Linked DNA regions of Mus musculus: all the other regions are linked to region 2. The links are chromatin contacts, called in public HiChIP or PLAC-seq maps. All regions are on one chromosome and are shown on one strand. Each heading gives the region's core, a stretch centred on a gene start, on an enhancer-like site or on the middle of the called end of the contact. The rest is flanking DNA. Distances are from core to core; before and after follow the strand shown.

Evidence for each region. HiChIP or PLAC-seq counts read pairs in DNA pulled down with a chosen protein or histone mark.
Region 1: an H3K27ac HiChIP or PLAC-seq map of the NIH/3T3 cell line shows a contact between it and region 2, with 6 times the contacts expected there. The contact joins two enhancer-like sites. A contact is called at or near these places in 3 of 484 Hi-C or Micro-C datasets (adipose-derived mesenchymal stem cells, embryonic stem cells and reprogramming fibroblasts) and 2 of 115 datasets of contacts at active chromatin or transcription factors (the NIH/3T3 cell line and fibro-adipogenic progenitors).
Region 3: a contact with region 2 is called in a CTCF HiChIP or PLAC-seq map of the NIH/3T3 cell line, with 10 read pairs. The contact joins two enhancer-like sites. A contact is called at or near these places in 1 of 15 datasets of contacts at CTCF or cohesin (the NIH/3T3 cell line) and 1 of 484 Hi-C or Micro-C datasets (adipose-derived mesenchymal stem cells).

The regions. Positions count from the first base shown.
Region 1 is chr11:34,864,712-34,868,888 of GRCm38.p6, forward strand. No RefSeq gene overlaps it. Among named protein-coding and RNA genes, the nearest start is that of Gm22022, 24 kb to the left of the region's middle. Within about 2 kb of position 1,315, at least 51 of the 459 cell types and tissues checked have an H3K27ac peak or open chromatin away from gene starts, as enhancers often do. A contact at or near this core is called in the NIH/3T3 cell line, where this site is marked.
Region 2 is chr11:35,329,489-35,333,259 of GRCm38.p6, forward strand. The region is part of intron 4 of Slit3 (slit guidance ligand 3); the gene reads left to right. It overlaps Gm46277 (a long non-coding RNA gene), which reads left to right. Exons shown (of 2, transcript XR_003949657.1): 2 at 1-2,777. Among named protein-coding and RNA genes, the nearest start is that of Gm46277, 43 kb to the left of the region's middle. Within about 2 kb of position 2,228, at least 8 of the 459 cell types and tissues checked have an H3K27ac peak or open chromatin away from gene starts, as enhancers often do. A contact at or near this core is called in the NIH/3T3 cell line and adipose-derived mesenchymal stem cells, where this site is marked.
Region 3 is chr11:35,064,732-35,068,551 of GRCm38.p6, forward strand. No RefSeq gene overlaps it. Among named protein-coding and RNA genes, the nearest start is that of Slit3, 55 kb to the right of the region's middle. Within about 2 kb of position 1,315, at least 49 of the 459 cell types and tissues checked have an H3K27ac peak or open chromatin away from gene starts, as enhancers often do. A contact at or near this core is called in the NIH/3T3 cell line and adipose-derived mesenchymal stem cells, where this site is marked.

The DNA.
Region 1 (4,177 bases), core at 65-2,564, 470 kb before region 2:
GAAAGCACACTCTTCTGGTTCCCCCTCAACTCATTCACCCTCTAATCATTATTTTATTAATTTCGAACTATGTTCCCTCCGTGCCCTCACTCACTGGCCTGTTGGAGGCAGTGGGATCCATTCTCTGTCGTTTACTATGTTGCCTCCCCCCCCCCGGACCCCCCCCCCCCCCCCCCGTGAAGTTACTGGGCCCCAGAAACTTCAAGAAAGATTTGTTGAATCCATGAAAGATTTACAATACTGCCACTTAGCCAAGTCAACAAATGATCCTTCTCAGGGGAGACGGATTCTCTTTACATTTGGGTGATAGTATAGATTGGCACCCTACAGGCACGTGTGCACAGTTGTAAGTGTGTGGGAGAGCACTGGAGTAAGGAGTAACACGGAAATGTGTCTTAGTCACAACAAAGTTCCTGTGTGCTGAGTTCCGGTTTATTTAACTTGCTTTTGCCCGAGTGAACAACAAGGAAGAGACAACTCTTAACTGTTCTCTGTAACCGAGAAATTTTCACACATCGAAGAACAGTGTTGCTCACGCATGTTTTCACAGCCTCCAGTCGATCCTGCGCTCTCAGTGTGTGTATGCGTCGGTCAGGAGCCTGGCAAGTGTTCGCTGAGCTTACAAAGCCTGCGGGGAGACTGAGTGAATGGAAACTTGGGTGTTCGTAAGCATTGCATAACAAGAACGAGAGCGTGACACATTGCCCAAGAAGGGAGGCCCTGAGAGAGTTCCACACACTCCACCCACACTCGGGATGGAGATGCGTGTGGGATATGCTGTGGGAAGATCATTATTCAGCTCCAAAGAGCTGCTGAGTTGCCAGCAAAATGAATTTTTGGAATAAGATAAAATGTTAATTACAGATGTCAAGATTAGAGTTGCTTTTTCTGCAAATTCCACGGGGTCTACAAGCAACTTGATCTTTGAATCCCCGAGGGAACTAAAAATCTACACAGAAGAGATTCTTATCTTGATGTTATAAGAATCCACACCTTGACTGCTGCCAAGGAAAGATCTAGCTTCATGACACAAACTACACGGAATATGTCTAGGCTCTTTCAGAGGGCTGACATTTAAAACACAACTTACGCTTCATCTAAAATATTAAGAGTATATGTACAGGGTGCTTTGCCAGAGTTCAGGGGAACACTGCAATCACCAACCCTGAATTCTTGTGTCAGAAAGCCTTGCAACATGCTAGTTTAAAAAAAATATTTGTCAGTTTAAAAAATCGTTTGCCATTTTACCAAAGAGGCACATCCCAGAAGTGGAATTTGGCTGCTGGAAGACAAAAAGCCTAGCCCTTGCATTTGGAACTCATAAATGTGAGTCACCACCTCTTCCTTTCTTGCCCCAGTCCATTAGTACTGATCAAAAGGGATTCCTGAGAACAAAATAAAGGTTAAATCACCAATGCCCAAAGTCCTGAGTCATTCCTAACAGCCAGAAGAATCTGTTTGTTGGAAGAAAAAGTGTTGGTTCTGTGAGTAGAGTGACATGCTACAGAAATTACAGATGTATAAGAACTTGATCACTGTTTGGTTTTCTTAAAAACCTAGCTTCGCACCAATCCGTAGGATCAATTCTTTTGGGTGGAAATAAAATACAACAACATAAACTCAGGACTTTGTGACTAAACTGAGTCTTTTCCTGATTTAAACCTGGTAGAGTGAGCATTTCTTTCCCCCAGTTTTCCTAGAGGGGCAGGTCAAACCCTGGAATCAGGGGATGAGCCTGGAACTCAAAGACGTCTGCCTGCTTCTGTGTCTTCAGAGCGCTAGAATAAAGCAGCCACTACCATAGCCAGGCACCTGCCTTTCTCTTCCTTTAATTCTACCTTAAAATGTGTGTTTAAGAAACTCAACCATTATTTAAGTCCAGAAATAGCTTATATTTGGCCTTGGTTACTTCACACACACACACACACACACACACACACACACACACACAGACTTATATTTTTCCTGAATCAAAAGACTTGCTTTCCTACGTCATGACGTCATGACATCTTCCTTTCAAATTCATGACAATTTATCTCCAGGTAAAGGTAGGAGAGAACTGACCCCACAAATTTCTTCCGACCTCACATACCCACCACGGCATACATGCCACTCCACACGTGACGATAATCATACAAATTAAAAATTAAGTGTTATTTGTCCTCAGTAAGACTCATTTTGAGGCTTGGTCCCCTAAGTAGCAATGTTAAGTCATACATCCTTTAAAAAGCGTTTGGGGCTATGAGGTCATCACCCAGGAGGGAGTTATTGCTGGGCAGTGGTTTAAGAATCCTGAGATCATCTGTTAAAGTGAGATCTCCCTGCATGTGTGATCTGGGTCTCTTCCGCACACCTGCTTCTCTGATATATAATGCAGTCTGCCATCCTCAGCAGCCTTGAGCCTTGCTGGGTGGGGTGTCGAGGCCCCAGAACTCTGATTCGCATGAGCTCTTTTTCTTTTCAAACATTCAGTTTTACTAGTTTGTCTAGGTTGACCATGAATTGCTGGGTTCAAATTATCCTCCTGTCTCAGACCCCCAGGCATCTGTAGCTGGGACTACAGTTGTACAGCTGTGCTCACCTATCTCTTTTCTTTATGTCAGGAATTGTGTCAGAAAGTAATACTACATCCATGGACATCAGGCAAAACCAAACCCTGAGTTGTTTGTTCCCACAGCTTCCTCTTTAGAATCTAGTCTGGGATCATAGGACCACATTTAGTCATCGTGGGTTTGAGCCATTCTTTAATTGAGAATATCACTGAAGAACATTGTTTCATCTGAGTACAGGCAGGGAGGGGAGGGAAATCTTGTTCTATTCTTCAGGCCAAATTCTCAGCTTTTAAAGTTCAGAAGCTAAGAGATCAATTCTGTCACCACTGTTTAGAGGCCTGTCCTATGAGCAGCGTGTGCCTGTAAAAGAAACATGGTGCAGGTGATGTGGTATTTGCCATAATATCCTATCCAATGTGTTATATAAAAATGGGCTTGTCAATGTAATTCTTTTCTATGCCCCCTTGTTCTCAAATCAATGACACAGGCACTATATATAATTGACATATATCAACTTATATAACAAATATAGTTAAATAAGTTGATATATATCACACACACACACACACACACACACACACACACACACACACACACAAATCAATAATAACTGCAGATGAGATTTTTCAGGACCCTGGTTTTGATATGAAATGCTCTCCCGTGGACCTTGTGTGGTGGGAAGCGTCAGTGGCAGCCTTGACTTCAGAATAACTTCACTTGGCTGTGTCCTTCTGAAAGGGATATTTCATTGATGAACTCACTTTACTAATTAGGGCCAATAACTTCTTAACTTTAAATCAGTTGCAGATTTTGCGTGAGGCAACTCTGTATTTTCTAAGAGGTTTCCATTATAAAGCCAGCAGTTTTTTGTTTTGTTTTGTTTTGTTTTTTTTGAATAACAACGATCTAAGGGGCCTTGCAATGTTCTTAACAGGTTTTTTTATTTGACACAGGGGAGATATTTTGTGCATCTTTCACTGGTGGAAACACAGAAGACTAATTATCCTAGTTTATGTAACAGCATAAACAACTCAGAGTCTGAGACACACTGAGCTAACTCTCAGAGTGAGAGTTGTTGCTGAGATGTACAGAAAATGAAAAAAAAAACCCACAACTTTTATTTCTGTTTTTTAAAGATTTTTCCCCCATTGTGTGTATGTGTCCCATATACTCAAACACATGAGTGTGGGTGTCTGTGAAGGCCAGAAGAGGGATGCAGATCTTTTGGATCTGGAGTTATAGGCGGTTGTAAACCACCACGTGCATAATGAAAAATCCTCTGGAAGAGCTGCTAGCTCTCTTAACCACTGACCCATCTTTATAAACCCCTGCAAAATCTTTTTCTTTGAAAGAAGTATCAGGACATGAAAAATATCCTCTAAGCATCTATATGACAAGGACTTATGCCAAGAATAAACAAAGAACTTTTGTGGTTCATAATAGGAACACAAACAACCGAATCTAAACCGAGCAAGAGATGCAGACAAATTTACTAAGAACACAACAAGCAGAGAAGAAAACGACGCTGCGATGCCACTTTCCAGCCACTGGGGGGGCCTAAGTTAAAAAGGCTGTTGATACCAAATGCAAGCCCATCCACACATGCACAGATAAGCCATGTATAC
Region 2 (3,771 bases), core at 978-3,477:
ATAGGTTCTGTAGTTGTGTCATTTGGGTTTTGTTTGCTTTTAAAGAAGGGTAACTAAGGTTTGCTGGCATGTCCCTTCCAGCTTGCCCCCTGGGGAGCAGCTGGTGTGTGTAGGGCTTGGGGACTCTGATGCGAGGAACCCACCCTCCTCCAGGTACTTGTTTCCCAGGTAGAGCCATTCCCCTCTGCAGGGTTGCTGCCTGGTGAATTGCATCTCCCTTGATGCACTATTTTGTTACAGGTTAAATGCTAGGCATGTCAAAGGGCACGGTACAGTGATTGGCATATGTACGCTCAGTCACCTGGCTGGACAAAGACTCACTGGTTCCTTAGCCAGGCCCTCCTTGGGGCTCTCTGACCTTGGTCTCTGCTTGGCTGGATTTAGTTTCCTCAAGAATCCTAATGAGTGTGACTAATAGATACCTGGGACCCTGCAACTTGATGTCTTTGTTTCTTCTTAGCAATTTTCCATCCAGTGAGCCCCACCCCTACATCCACATTCCTTCTCCGTGTCCATAAAGCTCCACCTGTTATATGTGGTTGGTGCCATAGAGGTATAGGGATCGTCATAGTCCTCCCCCTCCTCCCTCTCTCCCTCCTTCATTCTCCCTTCTCCCCTCCCCCTCCTCTTCTTCTATCTCTTCCTAGTCTTCTTCTCTTTGTTTTCTTCTTCTCTTTCCCTTTTGGGATCTTATTTCTGCCTCTACCAGTATGGCCTAGGCAGCTGGAGTCTTCCTTTTAACTGAATAAATTGAAATTGTTGTCTGCCTGGAGACTACAGGGTGGAAGGGAATGCCTTCTTTGTTGAGCTCAAGGCTGTTAAATCTGAAAAACAAACAAACAGGCCGAAGAAGAAGAAGAAGAAGAAGAAGAAGAAGAAGAAGAAGAAGAAGAAGAAGAAGAAGAGGAGGAGGAGGAGGAGGAGGAGGAGGAGGAGGAGGAGGAGGAGGAGGAGGAGGAGGAGGAGGAGGAGGCGGCAGCGGCAGGGGCTAGGGGGCAGATGTGGAGAATTCAGGGTCCCTGTTCCTCTCTAGTTTACACAGCTATCCAGGCAAACACAGCTGAACACCTTGGGATCCAAGCAGCCTTTGCTTCCCTAAGGGGGAGAGAGAGGGGAGTCTTAGGCCTGATTGCATTGGGACACAGCAGAATAGGGGGGTCCTCTCTTTTTCTGTCTGTCTGTCTGTTTGTCTTGGTGTATTGTTTTTGTTTAAGAAGCTAAATGGGAAACTTCATTTATTTGTTATCCTCCACCCCCAAATTCCATGCTATTGGAAAGCTGGATCTAGAGTCAGAGGTGTTGTGGGTGTGAAATCAAAGAGGCTCTTTGACTCCGCAAAGCCTCACCTTCTCTCTCTTAGGCTTGGCCATGAATTTTCCTTGCTCGCTCCCCTTTTTCCTATTAGGTTAAGTATATAGATCCTGAAATTTTCTTCCCCATATATACATACCGAATACAAAAAAAAAAAAAAAAAGAAAAAGAAAAAAAAACCTTTTAGCAAGCTAGAAAGAGGCATAGAGAATGGAAGAAGAAGAAACCAATGGAAAAGAGAAAAGAGAAACAAAGAAACGAAGACAGTGTGGCTGAGTTGTATGCTGTAACAAAGCACTCAAGAGCAAGGGCTTTATAAAGAACAGACTTAGTCTCTGATAGGTCCAGATGCTCTGAAGTCGGAAATCAAGATGGTGAATGGTGTCTGGTGATGGCTTCTCCACTGCATTATCACATGGCAGAAGGTGGAAGGGTAGAGAGCGTTAACTCTCCCATGAACTCTTTTTATACCAGCACTAAACACTGTCGTGAAGGTTGAGCCCTTGTGTCTCAACCACCTCCTGAAGCTTTTGATTCCTTTAAAAACAGATGCATTTCATTCTTAGTATTTTATTAAGGTGTGTGTGTGTGTGTGTGTGTATGTGTGTGTGTGTTGGGTATCTATACATTCCTGCAGAGGCATTAGATTCCCAAGAGCTGGAGTCACAGGTGGCTGTGAGCCTCATAGTTTAGGGACTGGGAACCAATCTCATTCTCTGCAAGAGCAGTAAGTGCCCTTAGCTGCTGAGCCATCCCTCGAACTCCCAGGTTTCAGCTCTCAATATCATTGCATGTCAATTAAATTTCAACATGAACTGGGAAGAGAGCAGATTTTCAAACCACAGTGCAGTAGAGGAACACAGCCAGAGCAACAGGAGGATAATGTTATTTTCCTTACGTCAAAGCTTGCAGAAGTCACTTTCTGGCTAATAATTATGGAATGCTTGTTACATGCTAGCTCTGGTTAGTCATCATAGCTGACAGAATAAATTCTGATCTCTTGTAAATCTAAAGAAAAATTCCTTAATGCTGCTGGCTTTGATAAGACTCCTCGTAAACTACTGGGGAAGTGCAAGGAGTCTTCTTTCCCATGGCCCCTCAGTATCACAAACCAGCCCAGCTCAAATGCTAGCAGCATCTATTGAATGAAGCCTCCTAGGTCTCTTCTCTTGAGAAGTCCCCCAAGGAGAGGACATGGACTTAGTTTTGTTAAGGGATGCTAACTTATCACAAGGCCAGTTTTTAGAGAAACTGGGAATTCCCATCTTGACCCCTTTCTAAGATACAGACACCCACCCTTCTGTTGGGATTTGTTGTATTAAAGCCAATGGAGTCAGACATTGTAGATTTCATCATTAGATGAGAGCCAGTCTATCTCTGCGAGTGAAGCTGGGGAAAGCACTGGCTGAAGCCAGAGGGGAAGAGAGAGATGAGAGAGATGAGAGAGAGAGAGAGAGAGAGAGAGAGAGAGAGAGAGAGAGAGAGAGAGAAAACACAAACCAAGCTCTTCAAAGCTTTACATCTTGCAGGACTACTGAAGTTAAAGACGTTTGCAGTGCCATTCTGTATAAGAAATGGACTCTTTCTGCTTCTGTCATAAAGAACCCAGGCTCAGTTATCACACCGGAGATTTTTCAGCACAGAAATCTTTCACAAGGCCAGCTCTGGCCAAGCTGAAGTATAGGTGAGTGCTTTCCAGATGCTGAAGTTTTAGACAATAGTTTTTGTCAAAATGTCTTCAGAATCACCAGATTCTAGGACAAGCTTTTAGGTTTCCCAGCGTTGCCGCACAGGCACAGGAGCAGCACCAAGGCCATGCTCACAGGAAGAGGTCTGGGCCAGCACTTATTCATGGCTCAGAAAGATGTGTTCTCTCCAGTATATTGTCATTGGTTCAAGAAAGATGCTCAGAAAACCTGACATCATCAGGCTGTTTCCTTCCCTTCTGCATCAGAACTCCTTGTGTAATGAGCAAAGATGATGCTAGTATCAGACCCAGCCACCACCCCAAGTGTCTGGTCCAAATGAGAACAACGGGACCATCAATCACTCCCAGGTGGCCAGCGGTGACCCAACCATAAGCAGAGTCTCCGGGTGATGGATTATGTTTATGTCTTGACTCTTTTCTCCGACAGTTGGCCTTCTGCAATGAGTTTCCTGAGTTATAAAACCACTCCAGATGTGGAAGCCACTCAGCATCCAGGACTCTCAGCCTAATTAATTCAGTCACAGGGCGGTGATTAAAGAGGTTGGTGGCGACATTTCCAGAAAGCACCTTCTGCCTTTCCAGCAGCCAGCTCATCCGAGGGCTTCAACTCTCAGTGATCCTGGCAGTAGGGATGGGGAGGAGTGGGCAGCAGGTACTTATCCTTGTTCCCTGGTTCCAGATGTTGTACCAATGACAGACACAGCCCAGGCCACGGTTTGGTCGCCCTGGAACAATCTTTAACTGCACATCAG
Region 3 (3,820 bases), core at 65-2,564, 270 kb before region 2:
TTTGAAACATCTAAGCATACAAAGATACCTAAATGTGCACTGATCTTTTGCACTATGTTTCAAGCACAATGTACACAATTATTTTACAAAACAGATGCTAGGTTTTTCATGGAGGAAGCCAAGGCTCAGAGTGGTGTATAATAACAGTAAGCAAACGATTTAGAATAGAAAATAGAATTCTGCCAGCCTGGGGAAGTTGTGGAAGGTTAGCTGGAAGAGCCAGCTGATGAATGCAGGAAGAAGGGAGGGGCACCTAAGTCATGATACGTGATGGAAAAGGCAAAGCCCTCCATACAGAAGCCATGGTTTTAGATTACACAGAAAAGAGTGCCATTTAAAAATAGGTTTGGACCAGCGACACCATTCCGTTCATCATCTCTTGATTGTGCAATGCATCCATCCTAGAGTACGACTGTGAAGGGAAACAAGAAAAATAGCAACTATAATCCCAGCCTCGACTGGTCTCATATGTATTCTGCAAATAAGGGAAGAAAAGTGGATGGAGATTGGCGCGTTTCACACTTCCTTATCACATTATATTGTAATGAATTCCAGGGCATCAAGGAGATGAAATTTCCCAGGGATGATATCTTAAAGGTCCAGCCTTCTGTTACTGAAAAATATCATCACACTATATCTCCATAAGCATAGCTTGAGCATTAGGGTTGTGAACTCAGATGCCAACAGGGGTCAAAGAAAGTGCAATCAACTTCAGTTGCAATGTGAGAAAGGAATACCAGTATAAAAGGTGGGCCAGGTGGGAACCTGGGGTGTACAGCTTGTATTCAGTATTAGGAACTCCCTTCTTTACTTTTAGGGGGTTTCTGGCAGATAGTTCCAGTCTTTGACAGAATCCAGAAATCTGAAATTCGAAGCAAAAGCTCCCTACATTTTAAATATTGCATCAGATATTATAAACAAAACTAGGTGTGCCAAATAAAGTGTTTGAATGTCACTTTTCAGCTCTTATTGCCAGCTGGTGCCCAAACACAGAATGCTATGCAGGAAATACTGTCAGTTTTAACTCGTTGGGAAAAGTCAGAGTCCCTTCCTCTACCCTTGTTTGAGAGGGTATCCATTCCATTCCTCACTCGCACTGGATCCCCAGACAACAAGCTGGACAATTTGAACCTAGAATCTTGCTGTCAAGATATTGCTGCCACCGAGTTTCAAGTCCCTGGCTATGAATAAGTCATCTCAGACTCCATTAGTGGAGAAGTCCTCTGGGTTCAGCCACCATAGGAAGAGTGTGAATGACTCAGGCAGAGGAGCATGCACAGCCTAATGGGTCCAGCATGTGGAGGCTTTTGAGATGCTGAAGCTGGTGAGCAGGGTGTCCAGGGAGTGTGCAGAGAGGGACTGGATGTTGTAATATGCTCCCAGCTAAACTCACTGCTGGCTCTTTTGCACGCTAAAGAATTTGAAATATTTGCCTCTGACCTCAAACACAAAGTGGTCTTGCACCTCAAGGGGATGACTCACTATGAGTCCCTTATGACCTGCTCCAGTCTCCTTCCTCCTTCGAGCCTAATGGTAGAATCTAGACTTAGGTATTGCCAAACTGTCTGCAGCTCCCACAGACTCGTTCTATGCCTTTGTGCACGCCATTTTGTCCTGCTGGGATATTTTTATGTGCCTCTGGACAGCTCCTATTTGTGCTTTATAACCAGAAACAGACTTTACTACTTTAAGGATGGGGGGGGGGTCTTCCTGACCCTCCCTCTTGGAGTTAAAATGTGGGCCCTCCTTTTGTGCACTTATAACTTGAACTTACCTTTCACGTTGTGTGGCCCTGGCTTGCTTGCTTGTATGCCTTTCTGCCTTGTTTAGCAGAGCCTCTGAAAGGCAGATGGCTTGTAATCAGCCTCCTGGTATTCCATAGGCATTATACCTGGCCATGTAGTTGATAAGTGTTTACATAACTATGTGGGATTAAAGCTCTGAGATGACCACTGTGTGACCTATCTCATTCTTTTAACTGATCCAAGCATCTCACTTTAGCCTCTGCCTCCTGAGTCTCCCTGTGCTCTCTGTGATCAGATGCAGAGTGGCTGTTTCAGGGAAAGCACAGAAAGTACACAGATAACCCCAAAGCCAATATCTCTGTCCAAGCCTCGCCATTCATTCCAACTCAGAAAATACCTAATGAACGAATGCTCTCCACTCATCACATCCTTATATTTGGGAGACACAAACAAGAGACACACGAGGTTCAAACTCAACAGTGAGGTGCAGGGGACAAATATTAGATATTTATAGTTTGACAAACACAAGACTGATATGAATAGTTGCTGTCATCTCTGTCCTACAGATAAGAAATTAGGATTGAGAATAACATTCCGAAGGCCTCCTAAGTTATGGAATTGTGTGGTTGAGGCTTGACTGAGTCTAATGGAAAGTTATTATCCAGTGTTATCAGGTAAATACTGGAGAGTTTGATGAGAAGCAGAATACCAGACCTGGGTGGTAAGCAAGCTGACTATAATTGAGGAAGCTGCCAGAACAGGCATGGGATCCTGGGAGCCAGAAATGAGCCAGAGATGAACCAGAACCAAAATAGTGAGTTGACATCAAATTACTGCAGGCTTTTTATGAATTCCTTACTTCGATAAAAGCCACACTAAATTTGCCTACCTTGAAGCTTGCAAATAAAAGGACGGGGCCATAACTGCTTTATGGAACCCTTCAGTGAGTGTGGGGCAAGATGAATTCATCCTGATGCCTTCCATGATCTCATTGAAGAAGTGTTTTGCAACTCATGAGAGCTTTTTAATTCTTTGTCCCTCTGGGCCCAACCCAAAACTGAGTGAGCTGGTTTTCTAGGTGGGAGAGCCTCGCATCTGTACAGCCAGAAGTTATCCATGGCTGATGAGTTTCCATCAGTGAAGATGGAAACTCTAGTCTTGGGATGTGGGACTATGATAGGCAGCCTATTTTGGTTGAATGGGGCTTGCTCCGGCGACCCAGTAGAGAACTCTACAAGGCACCACGTTCCCAGAGCCAGGTGCAGTCATGCAGGCAATGTCCCAAGCTTCTGACATTGTGGCTAGACTCCATCCCCACAGTAGCCTGACAATAGCCAGGTATGCTCCTCCCCACAGTTACCTGATAGCTCAGCCCATTATAAAAGGAACTGCTTGGTCCCTCCTCGCTCTCTTTAAGCTTTCACCTTTCTTACTCTCTTCTCTAGCCCTCTCTCTGTCTCTCTCTCTGTCTCTCTCTGTCTCTCTGTCTCTCTCTGTCTCTCTCTGTCTGTCTGTCTCTGTGTCTGTGTCTGTGTCTCTGTCTCTCTCTCTCTCTCTCTCTCTCTCTCTCTCTCTCTCTCTCTCTCTCTCTCTCTCTCTCTCTCCCTCCCTCCCTCCCTCTCCTCTCCCCTCTCGCCAAGTGGCCAGCCTCTCTCTTTCTACTCTCTCTCCTTCTCCCTGCCTTGTTACAATAAAGTTCTAAAACCATAGACTGTCTCTGCTCATCAAGGCCCACCATGCTTGAACGATGTGATAGGCTTTCCCCTAACGAGTTTCATCTAACCTCCCACCAGATGGCCTTCCTGCGCTCCAGTCAAGGACCTGACCAAGGACTCTTACCTGTGTGGAAACCATCAAGCGCCCACTCTCCTTGCCCTCCCCTCCCTTCAGCCCCAGGGCTCAGTGCCGCCATTCAATGTGGGATGCGGGAAGTTGGGAACCTGGTGCCTAGGACTGCCCCTTGTCCACCACCCTCCAAGCTGGGGTCAGTGGCTTTCCAGAGCATGTGGCAACCCTCCTGAGTCCTCCTGCCCAGAGCACTGGAACTCTGGCGGGATGCGGGTTTTCTCCCACTC